Linked DNA regions of Mus musculus: regions 1 and 2 are each linked to region 3. A link is a contact called in public promoter capture Hi-C data. All regions are on one chromosome and are shown on one strand. The core of a region is the stretch at or near the end of the contact, and the rest is flanking DNA. Distances in the headings are between cores, read along the strand shown. Region 1 holds the start of Sdr39u1 (short chain dehydrogenase/reductase family 39U, member 1). Region 2 holds the start of Mphosph8 (M-phase phosphoprotein 8). Region 3 holds the start of Bcl2l2 (BCL2-like 2).

Region 1 (3,434 bases), core at 782-3,281, 1.0 Mb after region 3:
GAATCGTCCATGTTGCCTGATTCCCAGGCCCTTGGTCCTCACCTGAACGTACCACGACCTGGCGTGTAGACTCTCCAGGAAGCCTGGCTGCTGCTTCCCATTTGGTTACCAGGTTGGAGAAAAAGTCAAAATTCCCTCCTGGGCTGTCTTCATCATACTCCTTAGTCAGGCTTGGCTGGTAGTAAGCTGTCATGGAAGAGCGTTTGTTTGCTCTGGCGGTCCCTGGCCTGCTGGGCCCTTTGTAGTGCAAGGCTCCTTAGCCTCAGTCTCCTCTGCCCTTTGGGTTTCCACAGGAGAAGAAAGAACCATAACTGTTTCCCCCTTGAGCTTCTCTGTGTGTCCATGCCTGAACATCTAGCTTTTGGCTGTCAGGCTGTGTCCAGAGGCCGCTAGCTTGTAGTGGGTAGGGACAGAAACGTAGGTGCTAAGCTGCTTGAACTGGACCATTCTTGACATCTGTGACTTTTTTTTTTTTTGGCAAGTTACTTCTCCGTATGAAAAAAATCTGCATCCTCAGTATGGGAGTAACTGTACCTACCTCATAAAGTTGTAAGGATTAAATAATATGTATATAATAGTATGGTGGCTACTACTCATTTTAATTGTTTGCAATTGTGTGGTCTCAAAGGAGACACAACAAAGGGAGCTCTTCATAAAGAACTGCAGTGCAAAAAAGCAAGGGGTGTGGGAGTGGGGAGATGCCTTCTGTGCGCACTAGGACCCGTACCACACCTCTTTCTCTGAGGGCTCCCAATAAAGGCTCTCTAGCCAAGTACCCCACACCCCCATTCTGCCTTTCCACACCCATAAAGACCAGACTGTGACAGTACAGATCTGGGTCAGGAAGAACCTGCAAGGCTGGAGGCCTAGGCAGTGACCCTGGGAAGGACCTGTGATTCGGGTGCAAGCCCCAAGTGCCTCAACTGCTTGCTCTGTTCTCCCTGGCTCCGTTAATGTAAGAGGCTGGTGATTTGGGAGCGTACCTACACCTGTGACTAGAATCCAAGCCTGAGGTGGGTGCGCAGTTTCGGTGATGGCTTTGGCTAGCAAGTGGGTAGTATCCAAGCGGCTCGTAAGAACCTCTTTTTGGAAGGTTTCATTCCATCTGCAGAGAAAATGAAAGAAAAGGTCAAAAGTGCAGACATGCACCTAGACCATATCCTCCCCACTCATCCGGCTCCCCTCCCAGTAAGTCTGTTGTCCTAAGCCTGTCTTAATGCATAGCTCGGGGTGGCTAAGAAGATAGGACTCTCTCCCCCGGCCCCCAATAGGCATGGGCTATATCTCTTTATCCACAACACTGGGCTTTAGTAGACGCTGATATATAACAGGCTCCAAAGGCTTAAGGGGACACTTGCACAAGTTTATGTCTACCATGCACGGGTCACAGGCATCGACCCTCTCTCCCCCCTGTACAGGTGATAACTGCTTTATGGCCCTGTTGACCTTCGCAGAGGGTTGAGGATATTCTCTCCAGCCAGGTTGATGACAACATCGCAGAGGGGCAGCCCCGACTCACTGAGTTCACTCTGTGGGAGAAAGTACAGTGCCGGCTGGTACTGTCCTTCCCGCGCAAATTGCCCTCCCACCCACCTTCCAGAAGCTCGACCTACCCACGTGATTCGACCCGGGCCAGGCTGTCTGGAGACCAATTTAACTTCGTGGCCCCTGCCTCTCAGCAGCTGGGTTACGGCTGTCCCAATGAATCCCGTCCCGCCACCTGATGGGGGAGCACAAACTGTTTACTCAGCGGGGTGGCGGTAGGTCATCTGCTGGCGGCCCCTTTGGGTGCGGTCCCCATCTGACATCAGGCCTCTCCAACCCACCCCGCGATGCAGAGGTGACAAAAGTCACAGGGTCGCACAGATTCAGCTTTTGGGGCTGGGAAACCAAGGCTAGGTTGCCTGCTTAGGAGACTGCACCCTGTGGGCCTGTTTTCTCAGCTCTCGGCTACAGCCTAAGCCGGCCCGCCACTCTGCCCTCCCTCACCTACAAGCACCCGCATAGCGACAGGGAGCTAGCACGCCTGCGCGAGATTTAAACACCGGACGCGACTACGAGCCTCACCTCACGCGAATCTCAGTACTAGGTGTGCCCCACCCTCCCCCGACCCGGAAGGAGTTATAGTAATAGCGAAGGACCATAAATTTCTCTGGGAAGAGGGGTGGATGACGCAAAAGAGATGGAGGACGAAGTGCAGAAAGGATCCGCTCCTAAAGAACAACTCTAGACCGCGAAGCGCTGGGCGTGGGGAGGGGGCGGGCACTGTGGAATTCTTCTTCATCTTTTCTCACTGTTCTGCCTCCTTCTGTCAGGACTCGAGGGTGTCAGAGTTTCTTCTCCAGTTCATGTGCGCACTCTTGTCCTTGCTTCCGCAGCTAAGGCTCTCACAAGCGTGCATCCCACCCGTGCCCTGCTTCCCAGTTCATCCGTTTCAGGGCCCTCCAGGAACACATAGTTCACCAAGTCTAATGCCCAGTTGTAGATCATTTTGATTGATCGCCCAGCCAAAATTACTGTTCTTTCTCCCTTCCTTTTAGAAATGATAGGCATTTCTCTACCGCTGGTGAAATGAGCCGATTCAAGCCAGACTAGTTTACATTAAAGGCAGGTTTATTGGGAGTTAACTGGCCCCAAGGATTAAGGCCAGGGGACTCACCATGGAGAGGAGTGGGGGAGAGGAGAAAGAGAGAAAGGGCGACCGAGCAGAGAGAGACACGGGGTGGGAGAAGGAGAGATGGGGGAGGGGGTAGGGAGAGAGCACAAAATGTCTGAATTTTATAGGGAAGAGCCTCTTGAGGAAGGGCAGCCAGGCCCCTGGTCTGGAAACTTCAAGGTTGGAGGCAAGGTATGCCAGGTAGGGTCTGAGGGATGATGGGAGAATCTGGAGGCCATGTCTGCTTTGTAAACATGTAAAAATGTAAAATATTTGCCTCAGTCCCTGGGCATAATCCTGGTCTGAAACCAAACAAGAAACGCTGCATTTTTGCCTTGAGTAGAAACCACACTGTCTTCTGGGACTTTAAGAACCAAGTTTGGTGTCTGGTGCATATCCTTTCCCACTGAGGCCAGACAAGGCTGCCAAGCTAGAAAAACATATCCCACACACAGGCAACAGCCTTTGGGATAGCCCCCACTCCAGTTATGTGGGACCCACAGGAAGACCAAGCTGTACATCTGCTACCTATGTGCAGGGAGGACTAGGTCCAGCCCATGTATGTTCTTTGGTGGTAGTTAAGTCTCTGAGAGCCCCAAAGGTCCAGGTTAGTTGATTCGATTGGTCTTCCTGTGAAGTTGCTATCCCCTTAGGGGCTGCAATTCTTCCTCACATTCTTCCATAAGAGTCCCCAGCTCCATCTACTGTTTGGCTGTGGGTGTCTTTATCTGTCTGAGTCATCTGCTGGGTGGAGACTCTCAGAGGACAGCCATGCTAG
Region 2 (3,487 bases), core at 112-2,611, 1.8 Mb after region 3:
AGATAGTCAGAATTATTTCTAAGCATATACACCAGTGTTGTTCTTTTCAAATAGTTGTTATTCAGGGTCCTCTTGCCTACCTACCAGCAGAGTTAGGCTTTTCCTCACAAGGGCACAGGGGATTTAATGGCAAACTAGGACTTAATGATAGGTGTGACTTGGGGCTCAGCCATTGAGCTGCCCCTTAGAGGCTTTTTTTTTTTTTTTTTTTTTAATAAGGTGGATAGGCTTAATGGCTGGTTGTAAGTTAGGGTTGTCTCCTTTTGTTGTGGAAATGGAGTCTAATTGGAGGTCAATCTTAGTGCACTAACGTTAACAGAAACTTTCTCAGCAACCCAAAACTTCAATGTTGGCACAAAAATGTCTTTCCTAGAGTTTGTAATAAGCCTGGTAATTCTCTTCCAATCATATCGCAGGCTCGCTTCCTAGTGACTCCTTTGTAGCATCAATATTACTCGTTTCTCTTGCATCAACCCCGCACCTGCTTCTGATATTTTCAATTCAATAAGAAGCAAGGGAACTTGGGAACAAACACATAGGTGGTTTTGGCTTGGTTTATCAGGTGTGAATGATCCAATTAATTAAGTATAGCCCAAATGGGGCCAAGCCAGGCAACCTGGGCTCTATCTTTTGAAGGAGAGAACCAACTTTTACTCAGCTACTAGGACCAAGCCTCCAACCATCACCTGCCAGACAAACGCCCTATCACTGAACTACTTTCAAAGCCCAACAAGTAAATCCCATAAATTATTACTTGATACAGTGTCTTGCTGTAAAGATTGGCCTTTCTCCTGACAGAAGAGAATACATATTGGGGGAATTCTCTCGCTATGTATGCCCTTGGAAATTAAACTCAGGTCCTCATATTTGGCGACCAGGGCCGTAATCTGCTGAACCACCTCCGGGTCCCTATTCTCTATCTATAAACGCTACTCACTAAAATGAAATATCCCTATAGGCTATATGTAATTGATTCGACCGCAGACGCCATATAAGCCAGCCAAAACCATACGAAAGGATTCCTGGGCAGCCATTCCGCACAGGCGGGTCTCGCTAACACTGGGGGTCCCTTTCCCAGAATCCTCATGGTCTCCTTCCGACAATCCAAACAACAGGTCTCCTCAGGCAGCGGGCGTCACCGGAGTTTGGGAGGTGAGGTGCTAGGACCGCCCCTCGCAGTCTCCCCAGGGGAGCCCTTCCGCTCTTCCCTGAGGCAGCGTTCTTCCTCAGAGTCCGTCGACCCGCCCATCCACTTCCCGTGAACTCCCCAGGGAGCCGGGGAGCGCGCCTTTGCGTGATTGGCCGTTCTGTGTGTCAATCCAGAGCTCGGCGCCCACAATTGGCTGGCTTGCCTCACGGTCGAGTCACGCCGCTGGAGCGGATTAGGGCGGAGCGGCAGGCGCGCGGTGCTGTCCCGCTGTGGGTCGCCGGCGGTTTTTCGCGTTGGTTTTGCACTGCGTCTGTGATGGCGGCGGCGGCTGAGGAGGGCATGAGTGCGGCCGCTCTAGTTATGTCAGTTCCCGACAGCATTGGCCGTTCTCCCGAGTCCGAAGGAGTTGGAGCAGGGGACGAAGAGAAGGACGCAGCCACCAAAGGAACGGTGGCCGTTGGGGACAGCGAGGAGGATGGGGAGGACGTTTTCGAGGTGGAGAGGATCCTGGACATGAAGTGCGAGGGAGTATGTGGGGGCTGAGCGGCCGGACAGGGAGTCTCCGGGGCGGGGACGGCGGGTTGGGAGAATCCGAGTGGGACGCCGAACAGCCTGGAACAGCTTGGGAGGACGGTGGCGGTCCGTAGGCGCAGACTGACATCCTGGAGAGGACCCTGGCCGCAGTCGGTGGAGGATGGATGCTTAGGGAAGTTCTAAGTGTTGTTTTGGCAGAAGAGACGAAGCGGTGACATGGAATGTTGAGAATCGTAGGATGCAAGGCAGCTGGTGGGAGACTTCTGTGGCCTTCAGCATTCGGGTATACGGTTAGGGCCATGGCTTTCCGTTAGGAAAGACTGGAGGATTCTCTACACCGTTGTCCCAATGTTTTCTAAAAGTAGAAAATGCTCCTTGGCTTAAATTCAGGAAATCCCATTCACACCGAGTGCCCGGGACAGTAAAGGTTTCCCAACCCAAAGTGTCCCTTTTCTGCGCGTTTTATGAGTGTAACTCAAGAGATTTAGAGTAAGCTTGAAAGGACAATCTTCGCACATCGTGCTTGAACACTTAACATCCTCCTTGCTGCGAATGTCGTCCCCGGGAGAAATTCTTAGTCTGTATTTCCAAGGCTTGGGATCCATCTGTTTGTGATACCTTTTCTCCCCTCTCTTCCCTTACCCGAGCTCTGCAGAAAAAGGTGCTTTCTCAGTTCTGTCCTTACTCTCTTACCTCTATTTAAGTCATTGTCTTTTATCTCTGTATTTGTCTTTTCTGCTCTAGATTGTGGGCTCCTTTAATCAGGGGATGTGGTTTATAATAATGCTTGAATCACGGACACTTAGTCCAGTAACAGCAAAGGCTGATTTTGTTGTTGCCGTTATCTGATACCGTGTACTGGACCCAGGGTTTCATGAATGCAAGGCAAGAGCTTTACCACAGAGATCTATCTCACGGCTGTGGGATTATTGAATGAGTAAACGAAATGGGAATTTGGAGAAAGGAGAAGATAAGGGCTGTAGATAGGAATCGTGCCTATACGATGGTTTTGTTTCTGTTGTATTTTCTGTCATTTGTTATCTGCCATATGCCAACTTTCATCTTAATTTTTAATCCATTGACAAACTTTTTTTTTTAATGGACTGCTGTTTACCCTGTGCCATGTTGGCTTGATGGTAGACATTTCTTTAAAGTGGTGCTTTTCTCTGAGAACTCCTGTTTTGTTTTGTTTTGTTTTTGAGACAAGATTTCTCTGTTTAGACCAGGCTGGCCTTAAAACTCAAAAATGTGCCTGCATCTGCCTCCTGGATGCTGGGATTAAAGACCACCACTGCCTGGCCTGATGGTAGAGATTTTTTTTTTCTTTTTAAAGACGAAATTCTAGCCTATATTGTTATTTTTATGTATATGGTTGTTCAGCCTTATGTCTGTCTGTGCCACATTTGTGAGCCGAGAAGAGAGCATTTGTTCTCCTGGAACTGAAATTGCAAATAGTTGTGAGCTGCCACATGGGTACTGGGAATGGATCCTAAATTACTCTTAGCCACAGAGACAATGGCTCCAGGCTCCCTCTGCATCTGCATACCCCACTTGGTCACTCCCTGCTTTTTGAGGTAGGGTCTCAGAAGTCCAGGCTGACTTAGAGCCTGAGACCTTCCTGCAGTTACTGACACTGGAAAATTTTCAAGGGAGAGTTAAATAATTGAAATTCACTGTCATTATTATGGAGCTAGAGAGGTAGGGCCAGAATTCAAATCCCCAGAGTCCATGTAAAGTTGGCTGCCAGTCTGTGAACCTGGTGTTCCTGTTGGGGGGTGAGACAGGAGAATTACCTGCTATATT
Region 3 (3,757 bases), core at 404-2,903:
CTGCAATACCATTTGGACTGCTGGCATAGACAGATTGTGAGTTCAAGGTCAGACTGACCTACAAGGAAGAGAGAGAGAGAGAGAGAGAGAGAGAGAGAGAGAGAGAGAGAGAGAGAGAGAGAGAGAGAGAGAGAACAATCAAAACAATCAATTCCCATAATGGATTGCTACTATGATCATTGTGGCTTCTCCGGTGACCACACAGACAAGTGGGAACATCAAGGTTTAGTGGGAGAAGCAAGGGGAAGTAACAAGAAAGAACTGAAGGAAAGAAGCATAATTGGGTTGCCTCTTTCTGGCCTTAACTGGAGTTCCAGAGCTGAAGAAATGGCAACCTTCAGGAGTCCTGGGTGGGGGGAGAGGTGGGAGGATCAGCACACTGATGAGTGCCCTCCTGTGGATCTGCTGTAGTCAGAAAGCTTCTTGCCCTGGAAACTTGCTCTACAGAAAGATATTATCACATGCTGGATAGTGGTGCCTCGGGCCTTTAATCCCATAGTGTCTGAGGCAGAGGCAGGCCAATCCCTGTGAGATCGAGGCCAGCCTGCTCTATAGAAGTGAGTTCCAGGGCAGCCAGGGCTACACAGAGAAGAAACCATGTTTCAAAATACACACACACTCGGTTTTTATATATACATATTTTTACATATATATATATACATAAATGCACATATAAATAGATATATGTATATTATATATACATATATGTGTATATTATAAATATGTATATGGAATATATAAAAATATAAAAATATTTACATATACTATACTGATATACTTTATATTTATATGTATATTGATACATTTATAAATTATATATAACATATATATTTATACTTATAAACATATTTATATTGTATGTGTATATATAAAAGCACATATTTATATAAACATATGTGTATGGATAAATGTATATATAATCCATGTATATGTGAATGTAGATATTCACATGTAAATTATAGATATATGTAATCTGTAAAACAGGTATTAACCCAACATTGGTAACCTGTATTTAGAGAGGGTGTGTAAGATTAGTAAGCTTGTATCAATTTGTGCCTTTTATTGTTTGATTTTTGTTTTAAATAGTAAGAATTAACTCCTGTGGTGGGTAACAAATGAAAAGAAAATCAATCTGATTACAAAAGATGAAGATTGCTTGTGGACACTGTAAACCAAGGCCTGACACCTTGATACCTAGCTGAAACTCCAGCCAAGGAAGAGCCCACTGCATTAAAGGTCCTGAGGGGAAGTATTTTTGTGTTTAGTGTTTCTACTAGCCCCACAAGGGCAAGAGGTTGTTCCCAGCTTAATAGGAACTGCTCTGCTTTTCCTAGGCACGCAATCCAAGCTGGAAAGTTCAACAAGTGCGTGAACAGAAGAGACCTTCCGGAAATGCTGAATTTGCACTGAGCTGCTGAGGCCCGGTGTGTTTCTCTGGGGACACTGCGGGCTTCGCAGGCAGCCGGCACAGGTCACTATGGCCTCTGAACAGCCCTTCAATGGCCCTCTCTTCCTGGAGTTGTGGCTCTTCCCAGCCCTGCCTCCCAGCCCCGCCCCTCTCTCTGGACGCATCTCTGTGTCCCATCATCACCCGGCGCCGGGCCCTCCCTCCCTGCCCTCCCCTCCTCCCTCCTTCCTTCCTTCCCTTCCTCCCTTTCTCCCTCCCTCCCTCCCTCCCTCCCAGCTCCTCCACCAGGAAACAACCGGATTCCGGATCCCGGCTGCGGCCTGACCCGTGAGATTCCTTAACCTGGCTGGCGGGCGGGGTTGGAGACCAGCTAAGGGTGGGGGAATGGGAGGAGCTGGGCCTTTGGGCTGCTCTTGGGGGTACCGGGAATAGAGATGGTGTCGGCAGGAAGCCCGTGGTCCCGGGTTTCCCAAGAGGGCAGTCATTAAACACGGAATCGGTCCCACAGCTGGCAAAGCTTTGGAGGTAGGGGCCCAGTCCCAGGCGCTGCAGTTCCAGTTCTTTCCGGGCCAGACCCAGGCCTTTCCCACCTAGTTCTCTCTCCCTCCCCTTTTCAGGGCTCCACTCTAGCCGGGAGGATGAAAGGCCTCAGCTGGGGGCTCCCTGCCACCAGCACTGGGTCCTAAGAGCTGCCATCCAGGCTGGGTAAGTGTCCTCTTCCTTTCTGCCCCATTACAGCCCTTGGCTTTTCCCATCTTCCTATTCAGCCCCTGTCTCCTCCCTATCTTGTGCCTCTGCCAACATCTTCGCATCATGCTCCTGGGGAGGTCTTAAGCCCCTTCCTATAGCCAAAAAGGGGTGTGTGTGTGTGTGTGTGTGTGTGTGTGTGTGTGTGTGTGTGTGTGTGTGTGTATAGAGGTGGCATACAGCTGGTGCTGTCGTATGAAAGGAATCTGAAGTAGTCTAAAAATAAGATTTCCTGTTGCACACTTAATTTGACATGTTATACGTGGCCAGCTGCTTATGCTCTGAACCTCCCCATGACTTAAATCCGTTGCTCTTTCTTGGCCCTGCCCAGTGCCTCTGAGCATTTCACCTATCTCAGGAGCTTGATCAAATAGGAAATGTCCCTTCTTGCTCTCTGTCAATAATTTCCTTATATTTATGTCAGTCTGTCATCCTTGCCCCTTTCAGCCGCCCGGATGGCGACCCCAGCCTCAACCCCAGACACACGGGCTCTAGTGGCTGACTTTGTAGGCTATAAGCTGAGGCAGAAGGGTTATGTCTGTGGAGCTGGCCCTGGGGAAGGCCCAGCCGCCGACCCGCTGCACCAAGCCATGCGGGCTGCTGGAGACGAGTTTGAGACCCGTTTCCGCCGCACCTTCTCTGACCTGGCCGCTCAGCTACACGTGACCCCAGGCTCAGCCCAGCAACGCTTCACCCAGGTTTCCGACGAACTTTTCCAAGGGGGCCCTAACTGGGGCCGTCTTGTGGCATTCTTTGTCTTTGGGGCTGCCCTGTGTGCTGAGAGTGTCAACAAAGAAATGGAGCCTTTGGTGGGACAAGTGCAGGATTGGATGGTGGCCTACCTGGAGACACGTCTGGCTGACTGGATCCACAGCAGTGGGGGCTGGGTAAGAAGTTCTCAATTGCTGCTCTCCGCATCCCTCTACAAAGTTGGTCTTCATGGGAAAATAGGGCCTCTGATGGGAGGCTGGGGTTGTGCTGGGAAGGGCTGAGTTCCCTTATTTAAGTGGAATCAGACTGAGAGCATCAAGCTCACAGTACTCCAGGGCTACCATGTAGTAGTAGCTGGATGGGCTTCACGGTCCCAAGCAGAAGACTGAATATAGAGTTTTATAAACAGAGAACCTTCAGCGAATAATTGTGACCCCTGCGTACATAGTATGGGTGGTGAGGCCGGTCAGGGATGGGTCATGGCTAGGCAAGCCTTAGCAAAGGATGCCAGTTCTGAACGGAACTTTATTGCCATGGAAGGGATGGGGCTGACATCACGTAGACAGTGCAGAGGAGCCAGGAACGGGGTTCGGAGGGGCTTGTGTGCAGTAGAGCTTCGGCTGGAGCAGCTGGGGATGGGGGCAGTGCTCACAGTGGATGGAACTGGAACTCTTCCTTCCCTCGTCTCTCCACTATCCTTTCCTGATCTCCCTTTCTCCTTTCTCTACTTCCCTTCTCTCCCACAGGCGGAGTTCACAGCTCTATACGGGGACGGGGCCCTGGAGGAGGCACGGCGTCTGCGGGAGGGGAACTGGGCATCAGTGAGGACAGTGCTGACGGGGGCCGTGGCACTGGGGGCCCTGGTAACTGTAGGGGCCTTTTTTGCTAGCA

What was found. Promoter capture Hi-C pulls out the DNA fragments that hold promoters and counts their contacts.
Region 1: a contact with region 3 is called in a promoter capture Hi-C map of pre-B cells, with 5 times the contacts expected there. The contact joins the promoter of Sdr39u1 here to the promoter of Bcl2l2 in region 3. A contact is called at or near these places in 5 of 39 promoter capture datasets (the C10 cell line, liver, neutrophils and 1 more), 1 of 484 Hi-C or Micro-C datasets (embryonic stem cells) and 2 of 9 other capture datasets (adipose tissue and liver).
Region 2: a contact with region 3 is called in a promoter capture Hi-C map of pre-B cells, with 5 times the contacts expected there. The contact joins the promoter of Mphosph8 here to the promoter of Bcl2l2 in region 3. A contact is called at or near these places in 3 of 39 promoter capture datasets (liver and pre-B cells).

What each region holds. Positions count from the first base shown.
Region 1 is chr14:55,898,201-55,901,634 of GRCm38.p6, forward strand. It overlaps Sdr39u1 (short chain dehydrogenase/reductase family 39U, member 1), which reads right to left and starts at 2,032. Exons shown (of 6, transcript NM_001082975.1): 1 at 1,990-2,032; 2 at 1,614-1,720; 3 at 1,447-1,529; 4 at 984-1,105; 5 at 43-186. The coding sequence starts at 2,005. Khnyn (KH and NYN domain containing) reads left to right here. Exons shown (of 8, transcript NM_027143.3): 8 at 1-580.
Region 2 is chr14:56,666,887-56,670,373 of GRCm38.p6, forward strand. It overlaps Mphosph8 (M-phase phosphoprotein 8), which reads left to right and starts at 1,362. Exons shown (of 14, transcript NM_023773.2): 1 at 1,362-1,678. The coding sequence starts at 1,466. It also overlaps the pseudogene Gm4032.
Region 3 is chr14:54,881,772-54,885,528 of GRCm38.p6, forward strand. It overlaps Bcl2l2 (BCL2-like 2), which reads left to right and starts at 1,654. Exons shown (of 4, transcript NM_007537.1): 1 at 1,654-1,735; 2 at 2,026-2,113; 3 at 2,603-3,042; 4 at 3,613-3,757. The coding sequence starts at 2,611.